Linked DNA regions of Ovis aries: regions 2 and 3 are each linked to region 1. A link is a contact called in public Hi-C data. All regions are on one chromosome and are shown on one strand. Each heading gives the region's core, a stretch centred on a gene start, on an enhancer-like site or on the middle of the called end of the contact. The rest is flanking DNA. Distances are from core to core; before and after follow the strand shown. Region 1 holds the start of UNC50 (unc-50 inner nuclear membrane RNA binding protein). Region 2 overlaps CRACDL (CRACD like). Region 3 holds the start of MGAT4A (alpha-1,3-mannosyl-glycoprotein 4-beta-N-acetylglucosaminyltransferase A).

Region 1 (3,830 bases), core at 501-3,000:
GACCTTTAAAGTCAGGAAGAATACCACTCTCTTTCCTGTGAGGAGATTTTGGAGACTTCAGAAAGGAAGACAACAGCTTCAGAGAACCCCAAATTATGACCCATAACACGCTGACAACAGGAATCTCCAAATGACAAGTCCAACCTGAAACAGTCAACTGATTTCTCAACTCTCCTGCAGATAAACACTTACCACAGAGCCAGATACTTAACAGGACCAAGAAAGCTGGGTCATCCCTGGCCCACTGATCTTTCGTCTGCTTCCTATAGTGAAAGTTTCTATAAACTCTCTGTGGGGAAGTGAACAGGTAGAGCATCTGCCAGGCAGCAAACTCAAAGTCCATCTGCCGGAAACGGAAAAGCCTCCTCAGGTATTTGTAGCGTTTTGCTCCCGCTGTGTGTCTGGCTGCATCCCTGGAACTCAACACTCCGTTCCCCTGCACTGGGGAAGTCACCGAAGTACTTGGTAACATCTTCCTAGATAGAAGGGAGGAAAAATTTATATTATTAATACAAATCATCAGAAGAAACTGCCAGCCTCTAGCACCCCTCTTGTGAGTTATTTAGGAGACAAGTCACCTTACATTTTGGCCCCAATCCCTGAGAAGAGGCAGGACTCAAAAAAGGGTAAATTTGGTTTTGAGGCTGATTTGGGAGCTGGAGAACTGCCCATTGCACTTCAGGAAAGGGCTGCCCCGTGGCCTTCTGAACCTTCATAATAACGCTTTTACAAGGTCCACCCATTCTCTGTACTTCATTTCTGTCAATCCTCAGATCTGCTCCACCTCTCCCCACCTCCCCACCTCCTCCCACCCCTTCTCCAGAAGCAGAGATAGTGATAGAGCCAAAATTCAGGCAGTCTGAATCAAAAGTCCACCTGTCATCTGTGCTAACAATCAAGACTTTAAGGAAAAGCCTTTGCTGAAGCCAAACAGAAACGATGTTCCCGACGACGTAAAGTAAAATGGTTTATCACACAAGACCATCAGCGCCTCACCAACAAGCAACTCGTTCACTAGCATGGGATGTAAAAACAAGGCAAAACTCAAACGCATAGTGTTTTACTTCCTGAATAGTTCATCAGGGGAACGACAGCGTGGGGGTCCAGTCCAACCAGCCTGAAGCCAGGGAGGCGCTGGTCATCGTCCGGCCTCCTTGTCCCGCCCCGGCAGCCCAGTGTCGGGCTCCACTCCCCAGGCCTCCAGGACGCCAGCTGCTCCCCGCCGGCTCGGGGCCGCCGGTAAGGCGGCCAGATTGAGCATAAAAACACAGGATGTCCAATTACAACTGCATCGCAGATACAACAATAATTTGTAATATAAGCAGGTCCGAAACACTGCGTGAGACCCGCAGCTATGCAGACATCATTCGCTGCTATCTGAAATTCGGCTGTAACCAGCCTCCGCGATGGTGTCTGGCAGCCCCAACGCAGGCCGAGCAGCCGGACCCGGGCGCGGTCACTCCAGGGCCGGGTGATGTGGGGCCGCAAGTTGCCAGAAGAAAAGGCCGACCGGCGAGCCCGAGTCGCGCGCAGATGGGGCCGTCGGCAGGCCTCACCTGGAGCCCCGCGGCGGCGTCCACCGGCTTCACATACACCCGCCACCACCGCCCAGCAGCCGACCCAGCCGCCGCTGGGCCAACTTCCCTCCTCGCTACGTCAACCACGTAGGGGGCGCGTCGCGTCCCGTGACCCACAAACGCCGCGCGCGATACCTCTCGCGTTACGTCTCTCGCCGCGCGCCCACCGGAAGTGGTTGCTACCGGTCTTTTTCCGGTTCCGCCCGCCGCGGCGTCACTGGCGTCCTGAGGAGTCTGGGCCGTCTCGGGAGGAGAGGGTGGAGGCCGCGGCCAGCTGGAGGCGCAGTCATGCCCCGATATTACGAGGACAAGCCTGAGGGCGGCGCGTGCGCGGGCGTGAAGGAGGATCTGGGCTTGTGTCTGCTGCAGTCTGACTGCGTGCTCAAGGTAGCGCGGCCGGGTGCTCGGATGACCGAGGCCCGAAGCGGGGAGGCGAGGCTGGCGGAGGGTCCCTGGCGGGCCCCGGTGATGGCTGAGTCGTGCCTCCGAGTTCGCGGTCCTAGTTCTCCACCGACTTAGTGAACTTGGGCGAGTCCACTGTCGGAACCTGACTTCCCAATGGTGAAACTGGAGAAAACCGTGCTGCCCTGTTGGGTTTTTGTAAAGTTTAAACCATCTCGGGTGCAGAGACACGAAATGCTGCTGCTCTCCTGGGTTCTGGAGGCATATAGGAGAGAATCACAGGTTTCTGGAGCCCTCGAAAATGAGAACCAGTAAATTAGCACATAATTACATGAACCTGCCATACTGTGTTGCCTCGTGAAACCTCCTTTCTCAGTTCAGTTGTGGCTGAATAGATGCTGTATTTACTTTGTGCTGGTCTGAACTTGCTGAGTTCTGTGTATTCCAGGATAAGCTGTAAAAGAGGCAGCTTTTTTATTTTCACCACTTTGTATCTCGCGCCCCCTACCGTTGAACTTGTGGTTTTAGGTGCTGTGATGGGAGACAGGAATTTGCTATCTTTCCCTCAGTACAGCCACAGGTCTTCTCTGGAGCCAGTCTGATATGCGTGCCTTAAGTCGTTTCCTACTTTTCGCGGCCCCGTAGACCCTACCCCTCTAGGCTCCTCTATCCATGGGATGGTCCAGGCAAGAATACTGGAGTGGGTTGTCGTGCCCGCCTCCAGGGGATCTTCCCGACCTGGGATCGAACCCGTGTCTTTTGTATCTACTGCGTTGGCAAGTGGTTGGCTAGTGGTTCTTTACCACTAGTGCCATCTGGGAAGCCCAGTGAAGTTCAAAGCCGACTGGCAAACCTGGATTCTGGTATTCAGTTCAGTTCAGTCGCTAAGTCGTGTCCAACTCTTTGCGACCCCAAAGCACTCCAGCCTTCCTTATCCATCACCAACTCCCGGAGTTTATTCAAACTCATGTCCATTGAGTCGGTGATGCCATCCAGCCATCTCAACCACTGTCATCCCCTTCTCCTCCTGCCTTCAATCATTCCCAGCATCAGGTCTTTGCCAGTGAGCCGGTTCTTCGCATCAGGTGGCCAAAGTATTGGATTATCAGCTTCAGCATCAGTCCTTCCAATGAATATTCAGGACTGATTTCCTTCAGGATGGATTGCTTGGATCTCCTTGCTGTCCAAAGGGCTCTCAAGAGTTCTCCAACACCACAGTTCAAAAGCATCAATTCTTTGGTGCTCAGCTTTCTTTATAGTCCAGTTCTCACATCCATACCTGACTACTGGAAAAACCATAGCCTTGACTAGACGGACCTTTGTTGGCAAAGTAATGTTTCTGCTTTTTAATATGCTGTCTAGGTTGGTCGTAACTTTCCTTCCAAGGAGTAAGCGTCTTTTACTTTCATGGCTGCAGTCACCATCTGCAGTGATTTTGGAGCCCCCCAAGTAAAACCTGTCACTGTTTCCATTGTTTCCCCATCTATTTGCCATGTTCGGGGCCTCCCGTAAGGCGGCCAGATTGAGCATAAAAACACAGGACGTCCAGTTACAACTGCACTTCAGGATCTTAGTTTTCTGAATGTTGGGCTTTAAGCCAACTTTTTCAGTCTCCTGTTTCACTTTCTTCAAGAGGCTCTTTGATTCTTTGCTTTCTTCCATAAGTGTGGTGTCATATGCATATCTAAGATTATTGCTGTTTCTCCCAGCAATCCTGATTCCAGCTTGTGCTTCATCTAGTCTAGCATTTCTCATGATATCCTGTGCATAGAAGTTAAATAAGCAGGATGACAATATATCGCATTGATGTACTCCTTTTTTGATTTGGAACCAGTCTGTTGTTCCATGTCC
Region 2 (3,830 bases), core at 519-3,018, 230 kb before region 1:
TGGGGCCGCCGCCTCCTCCCGGGAGCCTTCCAACCAAGCGGGGAGATGATGCCGGCATGAGCTCTGAGGATGACGGTCTGCCCAGGAGCCCCCCCGAGATGTCCCTGCTTCATGACATTGGTTCCAGCACTACCATAAAGGCAAGTGCCACCTGCGCCACCCGGCTCCCTCCACCTCCTCCCCCTGCCTCCACACTGGGCCGTCGGGCTCTGGTGGCCCCTGTGTGTGTTCCCCGAAGATTCCCATGAAGACTCCCGCTCAATGTGCCTGGAGGGATTCCAGCCAGCTCACTGGAGCCCACTGTCCATCCTTGGGCTGTATTTATTTTCATTCTTTGAGCAGAAATTCAAGTCTCATTCAGGGATACGGTTTGGGGAGCATTTTCCACGGTGGTTGTAGATCTGATGCAGTCAACCTCCTTTTTCCTGTCTGAGCAGATGACCAGAGCAGGTATCCCATTTGAAAACGGAAAACAGTCGGAGTCTGCTTTCTGTCCTCATGATATTTGGCTGGAGGGAGAAGGGAGCTTCCCAGGTGGCTCAGTGGTAAAGAATCTGCCTGCCAATGCAGGAGACACGAGTTTGATCCCTGGATCTGAAAGAGCCCCTGGAAGAAGGTATGGGAACCCACTCTGGTATTCTTTCCTGGGAAATCCCATGGACAGAGGAGCCTGGAGGCTTCAGTCCGTGAGGTCACAAAGAGCTGGACACGACTGAGTGACTGCGCACAAGCAGCGAGTGGTAACACATCCAATTTAGTCTAGGCTCCTGCGTCTGCGTTTGGGACTCTGAGAACTTGTTGGTTTAGGGCTAGAAATGTGAGATGTGGCGCTGGGGGACAGGGCAACAGGGAAAGTTTGACAAGCAGGAGAGGTGTCTCTGACCCCATAAGGGGGGAGACTGATCCCAGAAGCCCCCCATCCGCTTTGAAATCCAGGAGGAAGAACTGAGCCTTTTCCCCTTGTATACGGACAGCACGGCCCACACTGCCACCACCTGAGTCCCTAGGGCGGGCTGAATGATGAAATATATGTCACTGGTGCTACACGAATGCATAAGTGGCCAAACAGACGACCATTTTCCCCTTGTAGACAAGCCGCCTGGTGGGGTGGGTGGAGCTGGCATTACCAGCGCCATCATCCGTTAGCTAGAGCCACATCCCTGCCCTGTGTGCCCACGGAGGGTCCGAGTGCCCTGGTCAAGGGCCATCCTTGGGGGATTTCTGCAGATTCTGTGCTGCTCTGAAATAGCTTCAGCAGTCAGCTCAGCTGGGAAGCTCAGAAGTTCCCCTGCAAAGGCAGATTGTCACTGTTCAGTCACTCAATCATGTTGACTCTTTGCAACCCCATGGACTGCAGCACACCAGGCTTCCCTATCTTCCACTCTCCCAGAGTTTGCTCAGACTCATGTCCATTGAGTCGAGGATGCCATCCAGCTCATCCTCTGTCATCCCCTTCTCTTCCTGCCTTCAGTCTTTCCCAGCATCAGGGTCTTTTCCAATGAGTCGGTTCTTCGCATCAGGTAGCCAAAGTTTTGGAGCTGCAACTGCAGCATCAGTGTTTCCTGTGAATATTCAGGGTTGATTTCATTTAGGATTGATTGGTTTGATCTCCTAGCAGTCCAAGGGGCTCTCAAGAGTCTTCTCCAGCACCAGAGTTCAAAAGCAGGAAAAGGAGTATTTACCTGACTTGGGTGTGGCTGTGGGTTCTCAGAAGGCAGAGGAAGGGCTGTGGTATAGCTGAAGTGTGAACACACCCAGGGCAGGGGTTCCCTCATAGCAGGCCAGAGAATGACTCCTTCCAGAATTCTGCCCTACTTGCTCCACGAGCAGGTCAGAGGGCAGTGGGCCACCCGCACCTGCTCTCCCAGCTGGACGAGAAAGCAGAGGAGACACGGAGGAAGGTGTGGCCCATTTCCTGGACTCCAGGCTCACCCTGCACCCTTCGGGTGCTGGGGAAAGGTGGCAGGCTGATGGCCGTGTAAGGTGTCATCACCAGGTAACACTCATATCTCGGCATCTTCATTGGCGGAGCCTCAGGAATGGATGTGATTTTGTGTTTGTACCATGTGGTGGGGGAACGTGAACCACCATAGACTGACTCACCTCCACTCCATCCCATGGTTCTCTGACGTTCCCAGCAACATGGTTCTCTGCATTTAGCTGGGACAGTCAGCTGGGATAGACAGTATAGGAGAGTTGGTAGCTTCTAAATCTGTTAAGGATTCAAGTGTGAACCCAGCCTCAAACCCATAAAGTGCCATGATGCACAAATTTCAGTCTGACTAGGAGCCATTCATACGGGGCAGGGCTGACCTTGTCTTCAACATCCCTCCTTTCGTGGTGACATTCTTTTTTTTTTTTTTTTTTAATTGAGTAATAGGACCCATTCACTGGCATCATCGGTAACCAAAATTTGAGACTTTAAGACTTAAAAAAATATATATATATTTATTGCTGTGGTTTTGAAGATGCAGTGACCATATTTTGTGCCCTGAAAGTTTTTAGGGCCCAGTGAGTCAACCAAGAGGGGAAAACAACACACACAGCATTTGATATAATGGAACCATAAACCCCAAAAGGATGGGACTGTGGGCTGTTTGATCTTTTCCTGTTGTGACACCTCACACAGGCCCACTTGCTCGACAGAGAAACTTAGTGAAGATTATTATGAAGAAAAGGTCTTCAGTAAAATGTGTTTGGTGACACTGCCAAGATAACATTTCCTGGTGAATGGGTTTTTCAGAAAATATATGGGATTATTTTTAAGTTGCTCTAGCATGTGAGGTAACAATGGATGATGTTTGCTTAGTGATGTTTAAGGTAAAATTACACCTAAGAGGTCCTTGTCTAGGTTTCCTGCCATTAAGTAAGAAACAGGGGGTCAAGGGTGGCAGACTGGCAGGTCTCATTTGCTCTGGGTGATGAGGAAGAGAGCAAGGGAGACGGCCCAGCTCTGCCAGCCAAAGGCTGCACAGCCATCACTGCTGGTGAGGCCGCAGCCTGGCCCGTTGCCTCTGGGACCTGGGGGAGAACGGAGTGGGCTCAGGCAGCTCTGTGCCTCCCCGCGCGGGGACCCATTCCCCACGCACCACACTCCACCCCTTCCTCAGTGTCAGGGCCCCTGTTTTTGAGGACGGTTAGGGTGAAGCAGCTGTCACCCAGGGTAACCCCACAGAAGCCTCTGAACCCCAGGCTACTTCCTCAGGGCTTTGATCCACAGTCCCCCAACAAAGAGCAACTTGTTAGACTCCTATTAAATGCTCCACTTCCAGAATCATCCAGAAGCACAGATTCCAGGAATACTGGAGAACTGGGAGCAAGCAGTGTAAACATGAGCTCCAGAAGCTGCCGGCCCGCAGATAAAAAGACAAGTCAGCTTCTCCTCCTCTCCCGGATCTCAGCCCAGCTCACGTAGTTGCCTCACTGATCAGAGACAGAGCTTGATTCTCCTTAATCAGGAAGGGGCCCCAAGGACTCTCAGAACGACAGCTCAGACAGAGGCGAGGGCCCAGTCCCCTTTCAGGAAGATGAGCCGTGGTGGCCAGCAGGTGGGTTTTCGGGGACAGAGGCCCAAGTTCAGGGTCAGAGACGTTCAGCTCCTTCCCAGACACCCACTTCAGAGCCAGGGTGGACCGTCTGTTTGGACGGTGCACACTTGGGAGCCCCAAGGAGAGCAGGCAGGGAATGTTGGCCCTTCAGGTTTACAGAGGGGTGACCCCAGCCCACGTCGTCGCTGGGGATCATTCTCACTCATGGAGTCACCCCATGTGCAGAGCAGTTCATCTTGTTTGCTCTCTTGAGTCCCAGACAGTAAGAAAGAAAACCCAAAT
Region 3 (3,830 bases), core at 673-3,172, 130 kb before region 1:
AGTAGTAATAAGCCATCACGAAGGGCCCCAAAGGAAGGCAGTTCTGTTTGTCCTGCTTTTTGTCTTTTGATGTTAGTTCTCCGCTAACCTTTGTCCAGGGGGAATTCTGCTGTCTTCCTGGATAAGCCCATTGAGTCCATCGTTGAAGCTTGCCCTTTGCAGCTGTCCTTTCTCTCTGACATATGCCTCTGCTTCTAGAATGTTTCTGAATGCTTTCATTTCCTTCCTGAGAGAAAAAAAATGGAGAAAGTGGAGTGAAATGTATCTTTTTAATAGTCATCCACTCAACAAGATTTTGTCAGCTGCTGAAGATACAAGCAGAGGGGTACAGGAATGCTGCAGGGACTCAAACCCAGTCAAACAGATCTGGGTTTGAATTCTGGTTGGATCGCTTACTAGTGCCTACATCACTGTATCAGTTTGTATTGTGTTATGTATTTATTTTTGCCTATGCTGGGCCTTCGTTGCTGCCCGCGGGCTGTCTCTAGTTGCGGCGCTGGGGCTTCTTACTGCAGTGTCTTCTCTTGTTGCAGGGCACAGGGCTCTGGACAAGTGGGCTTCAGTAGCTGCGGCACTGCGGCTCAGTAGTTTTGGCGCGTGGGCTTAGTTGCCCTGCGGTATGTGGGATCTTACTTCCCAGATCAGGGATTGAACCCGTGTCCCTTGCATTGGCAGGTGGATTCTTAACCACTGGATCACTGGGGAAGTCCTGTATTGTATTATTATTTGTACTGTTAATCTCTCAGGGCCTCCAGTTTCCTTCCCATAGAATGGGGAGCTCCCTGGGCAATTTAATCTTTTGGCCAGTCTTGTGGACATGGCTTTGTTAAATGCCACTGCTTTCTTCTGTATGGAAATTGCCTGTCGTTGAGCATTGTACACCAAATAGAAAGCTTTGGGCTTTCCATTCCCAAGACATATGTCAGGCAAGATATATCAATGTATCAAAGGTTGTATCCGAGTAGGTTTCAGCCTTTATTACTTACATCTGGTCATGAAATTTTTGCCAGCTTGCTACTAGGTATTGTCTTTGTCATAGACTATAGGAAATCTGGCCCTCAAGCCAGTTACTAACCCAAGTCCTAGTACCAAAGGATACTAAGAAAAACAGGCAGACCACTCAGACCTCTCAATAGATGATCATCTATCTGGTTCTCAAGTTAACGTCCAACTTTACAGAAATGGTGATAGATTAGGACATGGAGCTTGCGAGAAAGGGACAGGAGAGCGTGGTGTAGTGGGAAAATCAGCAGCTTTAGCACTCAAAGGATCTGCATTTAAACAACCTAGTTTATTTATCTTCTTGCTAGTTGCTAAAGCTAGTCCTGGTCTCTTGGTCGGTAAACTGAGGATAATAATGCCCATTAGTGGGGATGTCGCGAGGGCCAGAGACAGTGGGTGAGGCGCCTGGACCCGCGGAGCCTCGGAAGCTCTTGCTGGATTGGGGCGGGAGCTGGCCCGGGACCGGTCACTGGGAATGCTGCCCAGGGGGGTGCGGCGGGTTGCGGACCGCAGTTGGGGGAAGGCGCCGAGGCCGCGGCAGCCCGGGTGGCCGGGTCGCGCGCCAGGCGGAGGCCGGGGGCTCCCCGGGGCCTTTTGTTGGCAGCCTGAGCTGCCTCCGCGCACACGCCCGAGAGGATTAAAGCCAGATGTGGCGGCCCGGCGCCGCCGAGCGCTTAGAGCCCGGGCCGGAGACGCCGCTCTAGACCCGGCGGCGACAGTGAGTGAAGCGGGGAGATCTCACGAGAACGGTGCAGGCTGCGAGGCGGCGCCCCTGAAATGACAACCGGGCGGGCCTCCGGCCGGCGGCTGGGCCGCGCGGGGGCGCCCGGGGGCCGGCACAGGCGGCCAATGGCTGGCGGGGTCCCGGGCGGGGCCGCGCGCGGGGGCCGCGGCGCCCCGGCGGCGGGGCGGAGCCGCGCGGGGAGGCGGGGGCGCCCGGCGGCGGCTCGGTGGCGGCTCGGCGGCGGCCGCGGCAGGACTGGCAGCGCCGGCGGCGGGTGAGGGGTTCGCGGCGGCGGGTGCGGGCAGCTGCGAGCTGGGGCGCAGGGCGGCTGCGCGGAGGGCGCGGGATGGAGGGGCGGCGCCGGGTCGCGGGAGATCCACCTGCTGGTAACGGAGCCGCGGGCGCCGCGGCCGGGCCCGGAGCTCGTGCGCCTCGGGCTGCTGCGGGGCCGTCTCGGGGCGCGGGCGGGCTGGGCCTCGGGGGCGGGCGCGGGCCGGGCCGTCCTGGGCGCGCCGTCAGCCCCGCTCCGCCGCCGCAGCCCCTCGGTGCCGCGCGCTCCCTCGGGGGCCGACCGGGCGCCTGGTGCGCTCTCGGCGCTCCGTGGCGCGGCGGGGCTCGCTGACTTTGGGGCAAAGTGAAGGAAAGTGGGGGTTTGGGGGGTGAGGCAGAGTTGCTCGCGGGACTGCCCCAGGGCTCACGCCCGTCCCGGAGTCGGCGGCGTCCCGGGGCCGCGGGGCAGGTGGGGCGGGGGCGAGGCGGGCCGGGGTTGCTGCCAAGGCGTGCACCGTTCTGGCGAATTTTCCTACAAAGTCAAGACCTGCGGGTCCTCTGTAAGCGCACCCCCATCCCCAGGCCTCCAGTTCCTCGCTATCGAGGAAGCTGCGAGTGGGATCCTCGGGTCGGGCCGGGTGATTCCACTGAGGGTACCACCAGGTGACAGCGGGAAGGCGTGTTTTATGAGCTGGCAGTCAGACCACTCGCGCGCCCGCTTTTTATTTCTCGCAGCGAGTGCTTCTCTGGATCCCGCTCATTGCTTACAATCCGGATTGCGAAATAGAAGCAGGCGCAGTGTCTGTTTTCAGTCCTCTCCATATATTTTGCTGTTGTGCTTTTGCTGTCGGACGACTTCTGGCCAAAGAAAATGGCAACGTCGTTCGTTTGAATTTAGAAGCTAAATTTAGAAGTGAATAATCTGCGTTTAATGGTTTATTTTTCTTTTTCTGAATGTTAAAAAACAACAACACTGTCATTAACAGGTTATCCTAACAAAGGTTTCTTTAGCCCGCATCGTGTAAATCTGAAAACGTACAGGACGATGAAGTTATGTAAGCTGCATTAAGGAAAAATAGAAATCCTATTATAAATATAAAACCAATGAATTTTAACAAAACCGCGCTGAATAAAGTTACAGGGCTTACATCATGGTACTCATGAGGGTGCCTTTTCTTCAGGCACCCCTGTTCTGTCTGGAATGACAGTGAAATCATATGTCAAGCATTTTTAGCCGTGGATCATACTATTTCGGAGAACACTTTCAAATCAAAGGTTATGTATCTAATAATAACATAGGACTGCAGCCCTGAAAAGACTGTTAATAAAACATTTTTTTCCAGCCTGAGATCTGGAGTTGAAAGTTCGAAACATCTTTGTCAGGATGGAGAAGATGACCAGTAACTTTAGCCACTGCCTTTTTGTTGTCAAGGATTCCGATGTGTTAAGTGATAGTCTCAGAGAGCGTCAAGGTGTTAGATTGAAATTTTTGTGAGCGTGGACGCTGACAACAAATAGGGGTCACTTCTGCCTTAGGCAGTTAGTCAACCCAGAGGGCTCTTGGCTGTATGAACTACCTTTCCTGGTTTGAGAGCATAGGGATCACTGGTTTTGCTCTTTAATGATGCAACTAAGCTTTATTAGTGTGGAAACTCTGATTAAAAATGTATGACAATATGCTGAGTAAAATGCCCTAGTATTTGTCTTGCTGAATTTCAGGTCCTGTTTGTTGGTAGAGTTTATTATTTGCATTTTCTTCAAACCAGATATGAATAACTTCTGGATCCAATATTTAATATTCCTTCTGTTTTTCATGTTACCAATACTGTATCTA

What was found. Hi-C and Micro-C count contacts between places; a contact is called where the count stands out from the background.
Region 2: a Hi-C map of mixed tissues shows a contact between it and region 1, with 6 times the contacts expected there. The contact joins the enhancer-like site here to the promoter of UNC50 in region 1. A contact is called at or near these places in 7 of 16 Hi-C or Micro-C datasets (blood, liver, mixed tissues and 2 more).
Region 3: a Hi-C map of tail adipose tissue shows a contact between it and region 1, with 2.7 times the contacts expected there. The contact joins the promoter of MGAT4A here to the promoter of UNC50 in region 1. A contact is called at or near these places in 6 of 16 Hi-C or Micro-C datasets (blood, hypothalamus, liver and 3 more).

What each region holds. Positions count from the first base shown.
Region 1 is chr3:102,636,047-102,639,876 of ARS-UI_Ramb_v3.0, forward strand. It overlaps UNC50 (unc-50 inner nuclear membrane RNA binding protein), which reads right to left and starts at 1,751. Exons shown (of 6, transcript XM_012173801.4): 1 at 1,713-1,751; 2 at 193-476. The coding sequence starts at 472. LOC101109345 (cytochrome c oxidase assembly factor 5) reads left to right here and starts at 1,805. Exons shown (of 3, transcript XM_004006150.5): 1 at 1,805-1,964. The coding sequence starts at 1,866.
Region 2 is chr3:102,405,338-102,409,167 of ARS-UI_Ramb_v3.0, forward strand. CRACDL (CRACD like) reads left to right here. Exons shown (of 10, transcript XM_060413960.1): 5 at 1-140. Among named protein-coding and RNA genes, the nearest start is that of MGAT4A, 96 kb to the right of the region's middle. Within about 2 kb of position 1,769, at least 7 of the 54 cell types and tissues checked have an H3K27ac peak or open chromatin away from gene starts, as enhancers often do.
Region 3 is chr3:102,501,603-102,505,432 of ARS-UI_Ramb_v3.0, forward strand. It overlaps MGAT4A (alpha-1,3-mannosyl-glycoprotein 4-beta-N-acetylglucosaminyltransferase A), which reads left to right and starts at 1,923. Exons shown (of 16, transcript XM_060413949.1): 1 at 1,923-2,000.